Linked DNA regions of Mus musculus: all the other regions are linked to region 3. Evidence: chromatin contacts called from public promoter capture Hi-C data. All regions are on one chromosome and are shown on one strand. Each heading gives the region's core, a stretch centred on a gene start, on an enhancer-like site or on the middle of the called end of the contact. The rest is flanking DNA. Distances are from core to core; before and after follow the strand shown.

Region 1 (2,700 bases), core at 1-2,500, 2.5 Mb after region 3:
ATGCTAACATTCTGTACGTGGTGCTGTGCAGCGTTCTTAGATGCGCTCACTAGCTAGTATGTACTGTGTGTGGCTCTGACTCTTCACTGCAGACTGTACTTTCAAGAATGCTAAATGTATTGCATGCCATAGGCCTTTTGGATTGCCCATTAGTGAATTGTAATTTCACACTTCATTTGAAATATTCTTAAACATTCTCTCACAGTAGAAGGCTTCACACAGTAATTAAAATACTCAGTTAACAAAGTCTGAGAAGTTTGATTTCCTCACAGGGAGTGATTTTGCTAAATTGTAGCATTTCAATTAATATAATAGAAGATGTCAAATACAAATTTTGTGTTGCTGTGACCCAAAATCCTGCCTAGTGAAAAGTGAACTACTGTTTCTCTGGAGACAGGAACGAGACTTTAAGCCTTTTCTTCCTTCTTGGGAACAGATTGAGGATGACCTTTTTAATCCAGACTATGTGGAAGTTGACCGGATAATGGACTTTGCACGTAGCACAGATGACCGGGGCGAGGTAACAGAGATCATTTGTGTTACCCTGGGTGGCTCACATGTGTTGACAGAAGGGACAAAATCAAGGTCTGAGCCTGGTCAAAGCCTCCACTACCAAGCTTCTAGTCTGTGTTTAACTGAAACGTTAAACACAGAAATCCTCCTTCCCTCAAGGAGAATTCCCACTGACTCAGAGCACCCAAAGTGTTTCCCCTTCAGTCTTCCAGACTCATATTCACCATTGTAAGTGACTGAGAGCAAACAGGATAGTTTTTCCCTTGAAGAAAAAACTTGTCTGTTTTTCACTCTGCAGGCAACTATTCAGTTATATAAACAAATAGCTTACTATAATAAATCCAAATCATGTAATTGAGTAATTAGATTACATAAAAATTAACCTTTGATTTGGCTTTTTGGTATTCATTAGCTACTCCTTAATATTTGGTCATGAACCAATGATTCAGATAAAAAGCTCATTTTTTTTTTCTGTTAATACCCAATAATCCACTTTCTAGTATACACTGGAAATGACCACTTTCAGTGCTTATAGTTATAAAATGTGGGCAGTTGAGTCTTCCCAGTGCTGGGGGTTGTCTTGGTCAGGGAAGCAGAGCTCATGTCTTTTCCTGAATATATAGTATTTGGTCAAATGACTTTAGTTCTGATTTGTTTGAACCTGGCCCAGCCTGTGATTCACTACCTGGTGAAGTGGTGCTCACTCCCTTATGAAGACAGCACATGGGAGCTGAAGCAGGACATAGATCAAACAAAGATCGAAGAGTTTGAAAAACTCATGTCCAGGGAGCCGGAAACCGAGCGTGTGGTGAGGACTGGCTCTCGGGGAAGGGTTTGATTTGGGCATAGCATAGTGGTGTAGTCACTGAGAAACCACTAATGGCATCTACTATATTTGGAACAGGAGCGACCTCCTGCTGATGACTGGAAGAAATCGGAGAGTTCCAGGGAGTATAAAAACAATAACAAACTCAGGGAATACCAGTTGGAGGGAGTAAACTGGCTACTTTTCAATTGGTACAACATGTATGTAAACATGCTTCTTTTTACTTTCAATAAATGCTGTAGCTCATATCCTTTGTGGTATTAAGAATATAAATTTTAATGCTGTAATACGTTTTTAAAATTCAACTGTTGGAATATACTTAATTTATTCACCAAATTAATCAATGGATCTATGTAGAAATGATATCTGTTTGCTGGGAACTTTTCTTTGAGATATATTTTGTTGAACTAAGAAAATAGCTAAGGTGGTATGGGGTATGCATTTATGGAGTGTATACTCTGTAAAAAGAGAGTGACAGCTGATAATCACGAAGCTTTCCTGTCCTTTTCTTTCCTAAAGGCGAAACTGCATTTTAGCAGATGAGATGGGTTTGGGAAAAACGATCCAGTCCATTACGTTTCTCTATGAGATATACTTGAAAGGAATCCATGGCCCCTTTTTAGTAATTGCCCCATTGTCCACGATCCCCAACTGGGAAAGGGAATTCCGAACCTGGACGGAGTTGAACGTGGTTGTGTACCATGGGAGCCAAGCCAGCCGTCGGACCATTCAGTTGTATGAAATGTACTTCAAAGATCCCCAGGTAAAGCGGTGGGGTGTGACCCCTGTGCATGTTGTATATGTTTTAGAGGGTTGAAGACTCAGATCTCTATGACCTGGGGATAGAAGCCTCGATTTCCCTTACTTGAGAAACTTGCTTGAGATTTCTTATCCAATGCATGTTTGAAAATTGTCCTACATCCATGAATACTGGTTTTAGCATTTGTCATTCTGATTATTATAAAGAGTAACTTAACATTTAAGACCACAAACTCTATAACATATTAGTAACCTAGTTCTATTTTGTATGCCTAAGACAATGCCACACACACACACACACACACACACACACACAAAAATGATGCTAAAATGTGACCAGGGGGGACATTTTATTGTCCTATGATCAGAAGTGAAAAAGTCATTAAGTAAAAATCCAAGTATGCCACAGAAGAGGGAGTTAGTGCTTGCTCGTGTAAGAATTGTTCTAATCTTGTCTTGTAGTTACCTGCTTGTAGTTATTACCTCTTACTGGCAATAAAGCATTATGCATGCATGATAGGGGATGGTATATGCTAAAACATGTGTAATCTTTAAGTAGTAGAGGCTGTTGTAGAGTTGGTAACAATACAAAGTGTGACCTA
Region 2 (2,700 bases), core at 39-2,538, 2.6 Mb before region 3:
CAGCAGTGAGGACAGGCTGACAGACTTCCGGTTTTGTCTTGGCTGGATTTTGAATGACCTCATCACCTTCTTTCTCCTTCCCTTCTTTATTTGGTGAACGCTTTGCTTTGAAAGTCAGAAGCCAGTGTGCATAAGGAGGATCCCACTAGATATGGCTTCGAATCCTTGTCTTCCTTGGAGCAGACCCTCTCTGGATCCTGGATCCTCTTCTCTGTTATGAGTGGCACCTGTTGCACAGGCTAGTTTTGGCTGTTTTAAAAGTCTAGCAGGGTCAGGGTGAGGAGAAGCTAAGATGGCAGCTGTTATCATTAACATCAAAGCATAGATCATCATGTCTAGCTGTGTTTTCTTGGGGAAATATTCATATTATAACTAAGTAAAATTGAGTTTCAAGAGACTCAGCAGCAAGGAGTGGGCTTTTTGATCCATGCTTCCTCCATGCACATTATAGATTGCAATGTAGAGACCCAGTATGGAGAATCAGTGGCCATTACTGCTATTGTTTCTGTGGCAATTGAGAGCCATGAGACAAATGCTGCCCTGTTGGAGACACAGAGAAACGTGGATCCTGGTTTTGCTTGGTTTGCAAACTCTGTTTTCTGCTCTTATCATGACACCTTCTCCCCGTTAGGAAGGACTTCTGAGATTGTGATGTGCAGCACTTATTGCTCATATTTCCCTTCCACTTTACTAGAGTCATCCTTACTCCACGGGCTCTTGGGACATTGGGGTAGAACTAACCCTCTGAACCCTTTGCTCAGCCATAGGAGGTGAGCAGCACTCTAGAGTGTGGGGTGAGCTTGCCCCACAAGCAGGTAAGGCAGCAGGGTGGCAGGTCCCTTCTTCCTGCCCTTTGGTGGCTCCTTCTTTAGTGTCTCTCTTGCTTGTCTGAACGACTGTTATTCCCACAGCCCATTCCAAGGCAGGCTGCTGCGTTTCAGTTCCGGCTTCTCATTCAGGCTGAAACTTACTGGGATAGAGTTTAGCTTTGCTTGAGAGATCACATACAGCTTTCCTGAGTTCCTTTCTCCCTGAGTCAGCTGACTCTGGTGTGGGTGTTTCTTATTAAAAACAGAAACAAAACCTTTCTCCTGCTATCTGCTAATGTGCCCAAAAGCTGTAGTAATTAGTGGACATAAACACTGGAGCAATAGTTGTGGAGCCCAAGTCACTGTGAGACACTTCATTAGCTGTCCAAAGCATCAGGAAGTTGGGTGGTGACATCTGAGTCAGTGTCCATGAACAGATGAGCACCACAGTGAGGAGCTGCCTGGATTCCAAGCATTGTTGTGGGAACTAGCTGAAAGCTACACTCTGTGGGGTGCTGGAATGGACCAGTTCTACACAGGGAGGCAGACGACTGACTTGGGAGCAGTTTTCACTAGTAAGTCAGCCACCCGCAAGGAGAATTATTTGAGTTCTGCCTGGGTTGCAGACATAATTGATATTTCCAGCTAGAGTTAAATCCCCAATAAGGAAGGCTTGTTGTGTGTCACTGTGGGCCTTCGATGTTCTCTACACAGATGTAACTGCTGTGAGCCACCAGCACGGCACTAAATATGTGCAATGGTGACTCAAAGTTCAAGTTCATTAGTGGAGAGGGACCAGAATTGCCTTCCTCAGAGCTATTCTGGCACAGTGAGGCCTGATAAGGCAGATCACACTGTGCACCCCTTGTTTGTGGAACAAGAAGACAGACTTTCTATGTAAGCATTGTTAGTGGGTGGGAAATTCATGTGAGCATGCCCAAGCAAGATTCTTCTAATATCTTTAGTCTGATTTAACACCCCTGATGTTGTATCCTGGGAGAAAATTATGTGCAAAGTAATAAGACCCTGCAGTTTATATTCTATCGCCACCCAGCCCACCACAAGTGTTCATGTACATCTAAGGCTGTTGTGCTGTGAGAATCACTTTGCGTGAAAAACCACCCATGGTTACCAAATTCCAATGCTGTGCCAGCCATTGACTGCATACACAACCGTCGTCTCAGATTATAGTACCTAGTGATGATGTCACCACCTTAGGCTATGTAAGTACAGCACACAGTGCTTGAACAATAGCAAGATCACTTAATGATTGATATCTAAGGATGGGTCCCTACTAAGGCATGACAACAGGCTAGCAGTCCACAGTAGCCTCTGGGATGCTGACTACAGTCTAAGGTCCAGCCCTGATCCAGCACACCCTATACACACACACACACACACACACACACAGCCTACACGAGTAAGAAGCAATATTCGGTTTCTGCATGCTGCAGCTCCTGACATGACTTCTGTTAGAAGCTGATACTTCTCATCTCTGACTTGTGTGCTTGGCCAAACCTGTGGCTCTGGGCTTGTGGGAGGGCAGGCTCTTCCGCTGACTGGTTATTGAAAATAATCAGCCAGTTGGCTGTTACTTGAGGAAAGTCTGGCTGACTGGTGAGTGAGTAAGAGCATCCCGGAAGCCTCTCTTCTTTCCCAAGGTGCATCAGAGAGGCTACATCTCAGGACTCATTTCCTGACACTGCAGGGCTGTTTGTCAACTAACAAGACAAGGCAGCCCTTCACCCCAGGTAGCATCATAATCTTCTGTGGCTAGGTTGCTAGGCTGATGTGGACCCCGTGGCTCACAGACCTCCACCTTGCCTGGTAGCTCTGCCTGTCCTCCCAGGAGAGCAGCACACTCAGCAAGGGTGTGTTTCACAGCATTTGC
Region 3 (2,700 bases), core at 2-2,501:
GATCTGGCTGGCTTGGAACCCATGATCTGCTTTCTTCTGCTTCTCCACATCCAGCTTTTTATTTTTGAGATTATAAAGTAATTACAACATTTCTCCCTTTCCTTTCTTCCCTCTAAGCCCTCCAATGTACCCTCCCTGCCGTCTTTCAAATTCAGGACATCCTTTTTCATCTTATCATGTGCATGTATGTGTGTGTCTTTATATTTATATTCCTAAATGTAACCCGCACAGTCTGTAATATACTTTGCAGGGCTGACCATTTGAAGTTGAATAACCAGTTAGTATGTTCTTCCCTGGGGAAGAGCCCCCACTCCCCAGCATTTTTAGTCGTCTGTATTTCTTTGTGTAGGGTTGAGGCCTTGTGGTCTTTGCCTGTCTGCATTGGCATGTATGTTATTGTCCATATTCAGCTCATGGATAGGCAGCTGTGTTGGTGAGACTTTTATGGACGTATTTTCAACATTACTAGGATACATAGTCTTACAGCAGCTCCCTGATTTCTGATGCCTACAAGCTTTTCCACCCCTCTTCTGAAGTGTTTCTGAGCCTTGGGTACAGGAGTGTTTTGTAGACAGATCCACTGGGACTGGGCCTCACAACTGCATTTTGATTGGTTTTGTGGTTTTCTGTATTGGTTTCTATCTGTTGCAAAGAGAAGTTTTTTGGGTTTTTTTGTTTTTTTTTTTGTTTGTTTTGTTTTTGTTTTTTGTTTTTCGAAGTTTTCTTGCTGAGGGGTGAAACTACACTTTGTGATACAGATACTTAGAATGTAGTTAAGAATTATGCTAGTTTAGTAAAGTGTGGTTGTGTTCTTCCAGTATCCGCAACCTCACTAGCACTGAGTAGTTAGCTAACTTAGGAAATGTATGGTGTCTTCACCATTCATCTCTGGGGCAGTAGCCATAGGGTGTATGTTTTGGGGGTCTCTTAAGACAGCCCTGGCCAATAACTCATGTCTTTCGTTGGGGTGCTGTTGTAGTAAGTAACCATCACTGGGACTGAGAACGTGCACAGAGGGACAGACTGCCTGCTGATGGCTTCGTTCTGGGTCTTGTGAGACGCTTCTTAGGAGACATGGTGGAACGAACTTACAGTGACTTTTCACTTTAGCATGTCACAGTTTAGAATTTACTACCAATCCATAGGAAAGGGTTTCTGGGTGAACTGTTCCTTCGGAGTAGCCTGATGGCTTTCTCCTGCTTTTCTGCTCATTATAGCATGGCTAAGCTTGTTGAATCATCTCCCCGTGGTGGGAACTGCTAGAGAAGCAGGTTCTGTAGGAGCCTGGTTGGAGAGTGTGCTGGCTCCAGCATGGCTGAGAGGCTGGCTGCCCTGGCCAAGAGCTCAGCAGCCTCCTCCTCTAAGCAGTGCAGGCAGGCTTTAAAAGGTTCAGCTCTGGGTTTGGAGAGCAGGAAATAAAGAATAGATTTGGAAGTGGGAGGTGATGGAGCAGGCTCAGTGATTTGCCAAACCTATTAGTAATTAGTAATTGTTTTATTTGGCTAAGTGGAAGTCTCAGGCATTTACCTCAGAATAGCTAAACAAAACTTAAAACATGTGTCTGTGTAATATTTCAGATAATTTTATTTTAAATTGCTACGAAAAGCAATTTATGGTAGCTTAACAAACATTGAACTATATATAGAAATGCTAACAATGAAAGGCAATAGTTTCCTTTTTTACATCCCTTCCCTCTAGCTAAAACCATTGCTAAAAATATAGATGGCATATGTTAAGTTTTTCCATATACTATGAGTATCTTCCTAGTGCAGTTTGCCTGCATACTATTTTCTGTTGGCACTGTTGGTAGAAGGTAATATGTCTGTCCACGCCCAAGAGTGTTTTGTGAAAGGCTCTTTCCTGACCCTGGTTTAGCTGAGGAGTACTGTGTCAGCTGAGGGTAAGCCACGTGCTTTTCTTCTTTGATTTTCACAACTTGTGAAATGAAGGGAGCTTTTCTTGATGTTTAAAATCCAAGATGAATGTAGTTGGGTAGCTGTGGGAACAGAGAGACAGTTTGGTAACAGCTGTTAAATGTCTACTAACTATGATATGCCTTAAATAGTCCCATTATTTTTGTTGTAGTTGTTTTATTTTTATTTTGTTTTTTAAGCTTTTTTATTGTATTAAACATTTGTTAAATGTTTATATCCATATTGTTGGCTGTACATACTGTGTGATACTTTTTTTTTCATTTTTTAGAAAATATCTGCAGAAATGTCTCTTTATCCATCTCTTGAAGATTTGAAGGTAGACAAAGTAATTCAGGTATGTTTGCTTTTCGTTTAAAAAATGTTTCATAATGTTTTCTTTGAAATCAAACAGGAGATATTCATTAGTTGGTATATTCCTAAGTCTGTTTAAGTCTCTTGTAGACTAAAACATTGATTAGAAATTCGTTTTTATTTCTCTGTATCTATTAGCCCTGGGGTAAAATTTCTTTCTTAGATAAACAGAAGTTAAGTTGTATATGTGTGTGTATGTTTGTATACATGCATCTTGAAAGTAAACTTGGAAGTCGGGGCATTAGATCTGTTGGTAGTGTAGTTGGAGTTAGACGGTTGTGAGCTGCTAGGCTCCAGGGCTGGGAACTGAACTTGGGCCTGCCCAAGAGCACTCCTCCCCCCCCTCCCTCCCTTTGTTTCTTTCTCTCTCTCTCTCTTTCTCTCTCTCTCTCTCTCTCTCTCTCTCTCTCTCTCT
Region 4 (2,700 bases), core at 111-2,610, 2.7 Mb after region 3:
GACTATAGATTTTATTTTCCTGAGAGGAAGATCCTGCTATAAGAACCACCAGGCACTGTTTAGTTTAGGTTTGGCCCCCCTGGATGATTTTAGTAAAGTCACCAGCATTGATCTTTGAGCCCTTTTAAGGTGTTATTTTGTCGCTGGGGCTCTCTCTGGCTTCCATGGCTTCTTCTTGCCTTCCTCTCAGTGTGTAATTACTCTCGCCTCAATTTGTTTACACAGCTTGGAGATGGGGACAGAGTTCTCTGGTGACCGTGCAACTGCAGCAATCACCGTAAAGAGAAGCATTTAGACGCTATAAAACCTAAACGCCCGGCATGCACCATTACATAGCAGTTACTGAAATTTAGCAAATTAAATTAAATAATTTAAATAACTTGATTTCAGGGATTTAAAAATTCATCTCTGTGGAATCCAGTAGTCAGTTTATTATTATTATTGTTGTTCATCAAGTACAATTTATGTTTTTTAATGAATCAAAATCCCTCTTCGGCCGCCCAGTCCACAGTAGCTCTCGGCACCCTCGATTGAGTCGGTATCTTCGTGCGCCATCTTCCGGCAGCGTCTAGTACCACGGCCGCGAGGTATCAGCCCAACCCTGGGCTGCGGAGTTGGGGGAGTCGCCGCGACTGCCAGGGTGGCCAAGTCTCAGTCTCTGCAAAGATTCACGGTTAGGACAATGCTCGAAGCTATTGAGTAAACTGCTCCCGTGGGCTTTGTTATTGTGGGTCACCCTGAAGCACGGGGACAGCCCGGAGAGACTCTGACTGTGGAGGCTGGAGGCTTGTTTTCTGTCAGTGGACGCCTGCTCTCATTCCCCATCAACGACTAGATGTGACTGACCTGCCATTTGTCCCACATCACCGGGAAGCCAGCCGTCCCTCCACAACCCACGGCTTTTCTCTGCTCCACCAGGGCTCCGTTCCAAGGGGCCGTTGCACGTTTAGACGCACAGCCCAGATAAAAACCTGTTTTAAATATTTTATTTCCCTTTCTGAAACAGTCAAAGCCATGTGTTGTTGGGATAATGGAGAGCTGCGCCTTGTTTTTAAGACTATTTTTACACTTATGTTCAATCTAACGATAGTTTAACAAGTAAACAACCATCAGATGATACTGATCGGGGTTGAAGGAGGGAAATCCTTTCCTAAGCAGCCCTTGGCGCCTTGGTTTGACTTATCTCGTTTCGGTTAAGTGCCACCTACGTCTTTCCCCACGTACCCTGGTTTGTAATCCAGTGCACCCACCCACGTACAATGGCTAATAATCCAGGCACCCAGGAAAGGAATCCTCTACCCTCTCGTTGGACCTCTTTCCTGGCTTCTAGGCAGAAGGCAGTGTGGGGAGCTGAGCGCCTGATTGCTTTCCCATTTAACAACTGGCTTGTCCCCTCCCCCACTACAACGCTTCAGCGGAGCAACAGATGGTGTTGGGGGCTTTTTTTTTTTCCCTGAGTTTAAGATGGTTCATTTTGTGCTTTCTCGGGAGAACGATGAAGATTAACTCCACTCCATCGTGAGCTCTTGCAAAAGAGCAAAAGAGAAGATGTGATATCTTCTAAAAAACTCCCACTTCATCTTGCCCCTGTGTGGCCAGTGCGTTCTTTGTCATCTTCAAGTGGAAGTCTCTTCTCTCTTCTTAAAATTAAATCCCTTTCCTCGTCATATCCCCCTGCTTTCTTCTTTCCTAGGCACACACTTTCCATGTCTGCACAGAAAAGAAATGTCAGGAAAAGTTGTCAGACAATTTATAATTCTGTACATGTTAAGTTACGGATCTCTGGAGATTTTGAAGGCTGTTTTATTCTTTCGAGCAAAAGACAAAACTCAGTATCGGCAACAGCAACAGGGCTGGAGAGGCTGCTTAGCAGGCAAAGGCACTTATGCCCAAGCCCAAGACCCTGCGCTTGATTCCAGAGTACCACATGGTGGAAAGAAAAAACAGACTCCCCAAAGCTGTTCTCTGACCTTCCACACCTGCACGGCAATACTCAAGCACTTCCCACACCCCCACACCACACCCCCACATCACCCCTACCCCCACACCACACCACACCCCCACATCACCCCCACCCCCACACCACACCCCCACATCACCCCCACCCCCACACCACACCACACCCCCACACCACACCCCCACACAAGAGAGGGCTTGACTCAGACTTACACATTAAATAAATAACATTTAATAGAGAACAGAAATCACACAAAGGGAAATATTTAAGAAAATCAGATTAAGGCTGAGTGTGGCGGCTTATGCCTATAAACCCAGATATTGGGAAGCTGAGGCAGGAGGTTGGCTATGAGTTTAAAGTCCACCTGAGCTATGGAATGAGACCCCTTCCTCTCTCAAGAAAGAAACAAACAAATAATACAATACAAACTGGCATGATAACACATGTCTGCAAGCAATCCTAGAATGTGGGAAGTTGGTTTTATAGTGAGTTCAGTATTCACCTGACCTACACCCTTAGGAAGAAAGCAATAATCAGACCGAGGGCTGATGGCATTCCTCTGTTGTATTACATTGAAGTAGCAACCGCAGACATAAAATGAAGAGATGGTACTAGGTAGTCTTGTTCCCAATAATACAATTATTTACTTACTTAAGAATTTTTGAGAGAGGCTCATAATATAGCCCCAAGCTGGTCTTTAACTCACCACCCTTTGGCCTTAGTCCTCAGTGCTAGTGTTAAAG

Evidence for each region. Promoter capture Hi-C pulls out the DNA fragments that hold promoters and counts their contacts. Capture Hi-C pulls out chosen DNA fragments and counts their contacts.
Region 1: a promoter capture Hi-C map of liver shows a contact between it and region 3, with 5 times the contacts expected there. The contact joins two enhancer-like sites. A contact is called at or near these places in 1 of 39 promoter capture datasets (hippocampal neurons) and 1 of 9 other capture datasets (liver).
Region 2: a contact with region 3 is called in a promoter capture Hi-C map of the 3T3-L1 cell line, with 7 times the contacts expected there. The contact joins two enhancer-like sites. A contact is called at or near these places in 2 of 39 promoter capture datasets (the 3T3-L1 cell line and pre-B cells) and 1 of 115 datasets of contacts at active chromatin or transcription factors (large pre-B cells).
Region 4: a contact with region 3 is called in a promoter capture Hi-C map of liver, with 7 times the contacts expected there. The contact joins two enhancer-like sites. A contact is called at or near these places in 2 of 39 promoter capture datasets (hippocampal neurons and liver), 2 of 115 datasets of contacts at active chromatin or transcription factors (astrocytes and large pre-B cells) and 1 of 9 other capture datasets (liver).

What each region holds. Positions count from the first base shown.
Region 1 is chr4:8,825,026-8,827,725 of GRCm38.p6, forward strand. It overlaps Chd7 (chromodomain helicase DNA binding protein 7), which reads left to right. Exons shown (of 38, transcript NM_001277149.1): 9 at 437-520; 10 at 1,184-1,321; 11 at 1,418-1,539; 12 at 1,859-2,102. Among named protein-coding and RNA genes, the nearest start is that of Gm46842, 84 kb to the right of the region's middle. Within about 2 kb of position 1,251, at least 17 of the 459 cell types and tissues checked have an H3K27ac peak or open chromatin away from gene starts, as enhancers often do. A contact at or near this core is called in liver, where this site is marked.
Region 2 is chr4:3,775,068-3,777,767 of GRCm38.p6, forward strand. All of the region lies in intron 10 of Lyn (LYN proto-oncogene, Src family tyrosine kinase), which reads left to right. Among named protein-coding and RNA genes, the nearest start is that of Gm22781, 20 kb to the right of the region's middle. Within about 2 kb of position 1,289, at least 92 of the 459 cell types and tissues checked have an H3K27ac peak or open chromatin away from gene starts, as enhancers often do.
Region 3 is chr4:6,374,875-6,377,574 of GRCm38.p6, forward strand. Sdcbp (syndecan binding protein) reads left to right here. Exons shown (of 9, transcript NM_001098227.1): 2 at 2,203-2,268. The coding sequence starts at 2,218. Among named protein-coding and RNA genes, the nearest start is that of Sdcbp, 11 kb to the left of the region's middle. Within about 2 kb of position 1,252, at least 54 of the 459 cell types and tissues checked have an H3K27ac peak or open chromatin away from gene starts, as enhancers often do. A contact at or near this core is called in hippocampal neurons and liver, where this site is marked.
Region 4 is chr4:9,027,386-9,030,085 of GRCm38.p6, forward strand. No RefSeq gene overlaps it. Among named protein-coding and RNA genes, the nearest start is that of Gm34428, 20 kb to the left of the region's middle. Within about 2 kb of position 1,361, at least 158 of the 459 cell types and tissues checked have an H3K27ac peak or open chromatin away from gene starts, as enhancers often do. A contact at or near this core is called in hippocampal neurons and liver, where this site is marked.